Linked DNA regions of Bicyclus anynana: region 1 is linked to region 2. Evidence: chromatin contacts called from public Hi-C data. All regions are on one chromosome and are shown on one strand. Each heading gives the region's core, a stretch centred on a gene start, on an enhancer-like site or on the middle of the called end of the contact. The rest is flanking DNA. Distances are from core to core; before and after follow the strand shown.

Region 1 (4,195 bases), core at 127-2,626, 320 kb after region 2:
AATTTTGGTCTGTCTGTCTGTCTATATGTTCGTTATAGAAACAAAGACTACTCAACGGATTAAAACGAAACTTAAAGCCTCATCACCGAGGGGTGGTGGTTCGATCCCCGCCCCGTTGGTCTATTGTCGTACCCACTCCTAAGCACAGTGTTTCTCGACTAGTTGGAGGGAAATGGGAATATTGGCCATATTACAAAAGATATGGCAAATAAGTATTCTTTAAAAAAAAAACTTGGTATAATTATACTTCATACTCCTGGGGAGGTTATAGTATATTTTTCATCACGCTACGATCAATAGGAGCAGAGCAGTGAGAGAAAAGTTAAAATAACCGAAAAAAGTTACTGCATTTTTACAGCGATACTACTGTAAGGGCTGGATTAAGAAGGTCAAGGGCGGACGAAGTCGCGGGCGCCCGCTAGTACAAAATAAATAAAATTGTATGTATGTAATTTTTAATTATCACTCATAGTAAGTGATGATGCAATCTGAGATGGAAGCAGGCTAACTTGTTAGGAGTAGGATGAAATCCACACTCCTTTCGGTTTCTACACAACATCGTACCGGAACGCTAAATCGCTTGGCAGCACTTCTTTTCCGTTAGGGTGGCTACTAGCCACGGCGGAAACCTCCCACCAGCTCTACCTGGACTAATTAAGAAAACCTCAATCGGCCAATTCGGGGATCGATGAGGATCTCCGTCATAAAGATTCACCGCGCACACCACTGCGCTATGAAGTTAGTATTTTAGACAGGTAGGTAAAAAGTTGATAGGCAGGTAAAAAGTAGATAGATAGGCAGTAAATTAAATTATCTCAGAATATTAATCTTTTTAATAAAAAAAAATTAAAGTAATTCATAACTGTGTCATTTTTTAATGTTGTGTTACAGTCAAGTTAAGTATAGTACTCAGACAGTAAACAGAATCTAAACTTGAATTTCTTTTAGAATGGTCAGTTTTTTTAACTACATTTTTGTGGATAATGAAAACTACCCTTAACATGTGTAAACTAGCGACATCTATTGACGAGTAGATAAAAAAAAATTATTAGCGCCATCTTACAGATTTTCTACTTACGTTTAAGAAATACTTCTCGACGCTAGATATCGCACAACAAGTTACTACTTTTAGAACTTACACGGCCATCTGTGTACATAAAACTTATTTACGTAGAAAAATGTTTCTGTGCCACGCTAGATGGTGCTATTAGCATATTTCTTGTGGTCTAAGGATGGTAAAGGGTGAATGAGTAAATTCCTTGGGCGTCTTCTTCATGTTTTTACTTTTTTGTGATTTTTTATCTGTAGTCAGTTGAACAAATGACCGAGCTGAATGAAATCTTCGAAGCCTGTTTGACAAGACGAATGTATTGCAATCACAATCCAATCTGAAGAGTGAAGGTGAACTGTAAAGAGTGAAGAATTTATATTTATGTGTTACGCCCGGTCCGCGCCGGGATCCGGGGTTAGTGACTTGACTTAGTGATAATGTGGTGTGTGTGATATTTTTTGTGTTGTGTTTTGTTTATAAACCTATATTTCCATAGTTTACTTCCTTCTTACAGCAACTAACGAACGATACGTAAGTACTTAACCATTTGTTTATTTCCAAATTAGTCATAAATTAAATCTACACTATTCTAACTTAAACGTAAAGGTGATTAAGGTGTTTCGATTCTGGAACCATTATTGGCGAACACAGCTTTACGTCCTGAAAAGTTAAGCTTCCTTGTGGTGGTATTCACAAAGCTAATCTCAAAAGGTTCAGAAAGTTTTGAAAGTCACGTGATGGCTGATAACTTGAATATGGTTTTTAAGTTTGTAGAAAAAAAAAAAAAACAAAAAATGTACAAACCGTAGTCTACAAACTACCTTTTCCATCGAATTTAGTTCTAGACGTGAAAGTTTGGATGGATGGATGTAACAATGTTTGTTTTCTCTTAAGGTGACAGAAAGGCTGAATGGATCTAGAGGAAATTTGGTACAGAGGTCTATCGACCCTTAGAATTTGGCACAGAGGTCTATAGACCTATTGAATTTGGCACAGAGGTCTATAGACCTATTGAATTTGGCACAGAGGTCTATAGACCTATTGAATTTGGCACAGAGGTCTATAGACCTATTGAATTTGGCACAGAGGTCTATAGACCTATTGAATTTGGCACAGAGGTCTATAGACCTATTGAATTTGGCACAGAGGTCTATAGACCTATTGAATTTGGCACAGAGGTCTATAGACCTATTGAATTTTGTAGAGAGGTATAGACCTATAGAATTTGGCACAGAGGATTACAAAGTCTGGAAGTGTGGGCATATCATGTGTGTTAAAAAGTAGCATATATTTTATTTCAGACTATCTATCAGTCTCCAACCCAATTTCAATCAGACTGTCAATCAAGAGGTATAATTAAAATATTATTTATATTTTTTGTATAGCTTACCCTATAAACTTCTTGAACAACCAAGATCAATAAGGTACAACACTACTGGGTAATCTTTTTTCTTTCTTTTTAAAAAAAAGAATATTTGCCATACTTTTTTTATAATATTCCCATTCCCCTCCAACTATTAGGGAAAGACTGTCTCAGGAGTGGGTACAACAATAGACCAACGGGGTGAGGATTGAACCACCACCTCTAGTGATGAATCCGACCCCTCTTACCGTTGAGCTATTGAGGCTTAAAATTGGTATGCTTTATACTTATTTTTAACCGACTTCCAAAAAGGAGGAGGTTCTACGTTCGGCTGTATGTATGTTTTTTTTTTTTAATTAATATATGACCCAGGAATCTCTGTATAAACATCAGTTCACAATATTATACTTTGACTTTTACAATTATATTCTGTCTTTGAATACTTTTAACTGAAATAGTACAGAATCATCAATATTTTGAAGGCGATAAGTGATCTTAGAGCTTGTTCTTGCCTTCAAAATGATTCTTATGAGAACACATCCTACAATACAATATATTGCCTTGTACCTATTCACCTGAGATATAGATGTTAAATATGCCTAAGCCATTGCACATAGCAATGTCATGGTGAGATTTGAAGCATGATACTATGTTTAAAATTCTAAATTAAAAAATTCTAAAGTAAATCTAGCTGCTGAAAATGACTGCTGATATCACCAAATGATTGAAGCTGATGCTCTATGCTCCAATACGGCTGTCAGTTGCAGTGATTTTTGACTCATATATATGTGACATTCATTATTAGATGTTAAGTAAATATTAATAATACTTGTCATCAAAAAAATCAAAACAGTCTGCAAGTACTGTTCAGGTGAACTGTTTAAATTTTTTTTGATGAGAAATGTAAACCACCAAGTTACCAAGATGATGGGTTATTATACTCAATAACAAGTTACCACAAACTGCTACCACTAAAAAATTCTTGAAAGAAAAACTCTACATTTCATAGCCTTAACCAAAATTTAAACCAGGACATCATAAACTGTAGCCGCACAGGCTATTTATTACATTCAATTATATTGTTTCATATGTAAATAATAATTACATAGATAAGTAATATACAGTCCAATAAAACCTAAATTTATTTATCATGTAGGCATGTTTCGGTTAACTAATTAAGTCATAATTAAGTAATTTTTATTAAATTAATTACATGTAAGAAGAAGGAAAATGAAACAAATGTAAATCAAAACTATTAATATTAACTTTGAGTTTCTTTTCCCTTAGATTACTTATTTACTTTGGGGTATAAAAAATAGATGTTGTCACTTCTCGAAATGCACACAAAATTTTATAAAAATCAGTCCAGCAGTTTCTGAGGAATTTGTTGGTAACTTATACCACAACACAAGAATAATAGTAATACAGAAAAAACAAGTATTCATACTTAGTATTTTAAAAAATACTTTTTCTGTGAGATAATACAGTAAATGTTAATAATTAACAAAGAACATACTTACATATACATAAAAAAATCTTACCAATCAAACTGAGAATCTCCTCCTTTTTGAAGTCAGTTAATAACACAAAGTAGTATTGATTGTCTACTTTTCAAAGTTTTTTTGCTTTAGTGGTAAGGTGTAAAGCATGTGGTTGACTGTAGACATAGTGCATCAGTGTCAGTCTCAGACCAAATACCTATGGACTTGTATTGCAATAAAATTCACCAATAAAAATGTCTAATTTTTGAGGGAATGAGGTAAAGCCACACATTGAAAATA
Region 2 (4,755 bases), core at 37-2,536:
GGAGTTAGGCCAGCAGTCCACCACGCTGGCCCAATGCGGATAAGGCAGACTTCACACACGCAGAGAATTAAGATAATTCTCTGGTATGCAGGTTTCCTCACGATGTTTTCCTTCACCGATTAAAACACGTGATATTTAAATTCTTAAAATGCACACAACTGAAAAGTTGGAGGTGCATACCCCGGATCGGATTCGAACCCACACCCTCCGGAATCGGAGGTAGAGGTCATATCCACTGGGCTATCACGGCTCTACAGCATACTCACAAGAAATAAAATAAATTTACTTGACACACACAAAAACACAAAACAATATAATGGAAGATACAAAAAACAATATTAAATAAAATTACTAACATGAAAAGACGGAAAACAAAATGGATAAAACCGGCCAAGTGCGAGTCGGGCCATGCGCAATGTAGGGTTCCGTAGATTAAGTTAGCACTTTAATCTCCTATGTAATGCACAAAAATACCGATAACGATACCATGGGAAAGACGATAAAAATTCATCCTCGTATGTAGGGAAGGAAATCTAAAATGGTTTTTTTTTTAATTTTCTCTTTATAACTGTGTAGACGTAATTAATATACAATTTTTTTTAATTCTTTACATATTAGTCCTTGACTACAATCTCACCTGATGGTAAGTGATGATGCAATCTAAGATGGAAGCGGGCTAACTTAGGAGGAGGATGGAAATCCACACCCCTTTCGGTTTCTACACGGCATCGTACCGGAACGCTAAATCGCTTGGCGGTATGTCTTTGCCGGTAGGGTGGTAACTAGCCACGGCTGAAGCCTCCCACCGGCTAGACCTGGACCAATGAAGAAAACCTCAATTGGCCCAACCGTGGATCGAACCCAGGACCTCCGTCTTGTAAATCCATCGCGCATACCACTGCGCTACGGAGGCCGTTGAAATATATTTTGTGTCCTTATTTATTGTCATGGGGTAATAAAAAGCTAGAAATGATAATAATTCTTCTCGAGGTATATTGAATTGAATAAAAGGCATTCATTTATATTTCAAATATCTTAACGAGTTATTTTTATTGATAAAAATTCATTAGTAAACACTCGTTAAAAACGGGGTTTTCAAAATACTTTCACCCTAGAGCAGTATTATTAAACGTATGTATGTAGAATTAATAAAAAGAACTAAAATTTTGTTATTTCAATATGCCTGCCATCTAGCGGCGAGTAGCGTCATTACTATGAAGCATTGAAAAAAGTCCAACTCACCAGGAAAATGAAGAAAGCGTGTAGTTATCTTTCCTCTGGTGTACCTAGTTGTTACCTAGAAGTTCCTCCTCTCACCGACAGATGGTGTTTTTGGTGTTATAAAATGGATGTTACACTGCACGAAATTACGAATTTCAACTAAATATCTTAAAAATTGTTCATTTATTATGTAAGATTATGTACAATTTTTATAGCGTATACTTACTCCATTCTAAGTTAGGTGTCGAAGAGAGCCACTTTTTATTCTTTACAGGTTAGCCGTATACTCTATTGTAGGTTAGGTGTCGTAGAGAGTTTTTTTATTCTTTGCAAGTTAGCCCTTGACTACAATCTCACCTGATGGTAAGTGATGATGCAATCTAATATGGAAGCGGGCTAACTTGTTAGAGGGAGGATAAAAATCCACACTCTTATCGGTTTGTACACGACATCGTACCTCTAAATCGCTTTGCGGTACGTTACCGGTAAGGTGGTAACTAGTCACGGCCGAAGCCTCCCACCAGCCAAATCTCAATCGGCCCACCCGGTGATCGATCCCAGGACCTCCTTGTCTTGTAAATCCACCATGTATACCATCGCGCCACGGAGGTCGTCATACGGAGGACTTTAGGATTTACTCGAGCGTGTCCGAAAAGTATTTTTTTCTAACTACGTATCTTTCTATCAAATCTAATTGGTCTCGCGACGCTCGAGTCAGTACACTTTTAGCATCATAGCCTCCCCTACCATTGGTTTTAGATCAATTAATAGCCAAAAGCGAGGCGCGGCCCCTCGCTCGCCACTAAAATCAGGACTCTTTCCCCAAGTTACAGTTATAGCACTTTTACAGCCCTTTCAAACTTTATTACGGTACCAAATTCCACCTTTATATCGCGCGGCACGTCTTATGTGTGTTTAACAAAACTCCTTATGGACTTTACTTACCCGGCGTTCTTAGGAATGTTAGCAAAAATTGTTGCCATAGTAAAAAAAATTCAAGCCAAGATTCGAGAAGCACAGGGTGTCTTAATAGGCTATTTGACACTTTTTTTAAATGGTCTTAAATAGTTCATTAGTACTAGATTAAATTTTTTTTTATATTTTTTTGAGACAATTACATGAAAAATTTAGCTTTTAAATATGTTTTTGACAATATGAGTCAAAACGGCTGTCGGCCATGACAGTCTATATTTTAAGTGTTTCGTGACGTCACTATAATAAATCCCATACAAACGGAGCGTTTGACAAAAATTTTGTTAACAATTAGCTCGATGTTTATTAGGTACATCCAGTGTGCGTCACAAAATGGACGACAGCGTTTTTGACCTTTAAGTTTTTTAAGAAACCCTTAACTTTTATTAATAGATATCGATATATTTCGGACCCTCATTCCATGTACTACACGAAATCAATATTGGTTATATTAAATTTGATATGAGTCAACTATTGCTTATTTTTGAAAGACGGTTTGCCACTTTGTCATTGTTTTATTGTCATTTAAAGCGATACGGGGGAAAGCGTGTGATATCGACAATCGCAATTTAAAATTATCGCAACCAAACGCCATTTATGGTAAAAAAAGTCCATGAATTTTCTTAAGTGTGGTACCGTTGAATTGAAATAATATCTATTAGTATAGATTTTATTTAATCAAGCAGCGAGGTATCCATTTTATGGCGATTAATATTCCGGTCTTTGGTTCATACCTACTGTGCGAGCCGCACCAGGCATTAGGGGTATATTGCGGATGTCAGAGCGCAGAGGAATTGTATTAATCAATTGTCAAGCGTGCATATTGCCGGACATATCTCCGGTTTCACGGCTGTCAAAGCACAAAGTAAATTGTGGAATTCCGCCGAAACGCAATTGATTGCCGCCCATCGCTCATAAATTGACAGACATTACAAATCTATTTGTCCGGTCCAACGTTGCAAATGTATAGATATTGTTGCGTACCATTTTGACAATCCGAATCGCTTTATACAATTACGGTGTGCATGATAGGGTTAAGTGGGTATAACGATCGGGGAAATGTTAATGAAAACAGTAAGTACTTTGTTTTGTTGTAAGTTATTATTATTGTCTAGCGGACGCCCGCGACTTTGTGAGCGTAATTTTTTTTTGTAAAATACAAATTTCATAAATTGACAGACATTACAAATCTATTTGTCCGGTCTAACGTTGCAAATGTATAGATATTGTCGCGTACCATTTTGACGATCCGAATCGCTTCATACTATTACGGTGAGCATGATAGGGTTAAGTGGCTATAACGATCGGGGAAATGGTAATGAAAACATTAATTACGTTGTTTTGTTGTAAATTATTATTATTGTCTAGCGGACGCCTGCAACTTTGTTCGCGTAAAATTTTGTATTTTACAAATTTCGCGGCGCGGGAATCATTGATTTTTCCGGGATAATAATACGAAAAGCATGTGTTATGTGTGCAGGGTATAAACTATCTCCTGGCCACAGCCAAGTCCGTTTAGTAAATGCAGCGTCAAGGAGTAGGTACATTTATTACAAAATATTTATTACGGTTATTAATAATCCTCAGAATATTATATTAATGTAGGAGATAAACAGTCTACCAATTTAATGCCTACGAGAATTTAACTCTGGAACTCACGAAAAGGTGTGTAACCAATCGATCAACGAGGCAAATTAGTGTTTTAATGTAATCTAATAATATTTATATAAAGTAGGTGATTTAATCACCTACTTTATATAAATATTATTTTTTCATCATCATTATTAAGCCATATTCGGCTCACTGCTGAGCTCAAGTCCCAATACGGATTGGCAGATTTCACACACGCAGATAATTGAGACAATTCTCTTGTACGCAGGTTTCCTCACGATGTTTTTCCTTCACCGCTTGAGACAAGTGATATTTAATTTCTGAAAATGCACACAACTGTTGGAAAAAAGTTGAAAGTGCATGCCCCAGACCGGATTCGAACCTACACCCTCCGGAATCGAAGGCAAAGGTCATATCCACTGGGCTATCACCACTCAATCTAATAGTATTCATTAATTAAGCCTAACCATAGTGTAACATAAACCACAGTTACTTTTCCTGTGTTCTGGTTGTCTTAAAATGCACACAACTGAAAAGTTGGAAGTGCATGCCCCAGACTGAATTCGAACCCACACTCTCCGGAATCGGAGGCAAAGGTCATTTCCACTGGGCTATCACGGCTCAATGTAAGAGTATTCATTAATCTACAAAATATATATTGAAATTAAGCCGAACCATAGTGCAACATAAACCGATAGTTTTCCTGTGTACTGGTTGTCATAATTAATTGTACAATATTAAAAACTAAAAAGAAACAGCAGACAGATAAATAAATAATTTACAATACAATAACTATTATGTACTATTATAATAGTAATAGTTATTGAATTGAAAAGTATACTTTCCCAAAGTGAAGAAACAAGAAGCGAAGCAGTGATTGATGGATCTATGGGTGGTGTTGCCATATATTAACGGCACTGCCTTTTAATATTAGCGGGCGATCGATGCCTC

The links. A called contact is a pair of places that touch in the nucleus more often than the background predicts.
Region 1: a contact with region 2 is called in a Hi-C map of whole larva, with 9 times the contacts expected there. The contact joins the promoter of LOC112057974 here to the enhancer-like site in region 2. A contact is called at or near these places in 2 of 2 Hi-C or Micro-C datasets (whole body and whole larva).

Annotation. Positions count from the first base shown.
Region 1 is chr20:9,226,579-9,230,773 of ilBicAnyn1.1, forward strand. LOC112057974 (dystroglycan 1) reads left to right here and starts at 1,377. Exons shown (of 20, transcript XM_052887874.1): 1 at 1,377-1,582.
Region 2 is chr20:8,909,480-8,914,234 of ilBicAnyn1.1, forward strand. The region is part of intron 6 of LOC112057970 (membralin); the gene reads left to right. Among protein-coding and RNA genes, the nearest start is that of LOC112057970, 11 kb to the left of the region's middle. Within about 2 kb of position 1,287, at least 3 of the 8 cell types and tissues checked have open chromatin away from gene starts, as enhancers often do.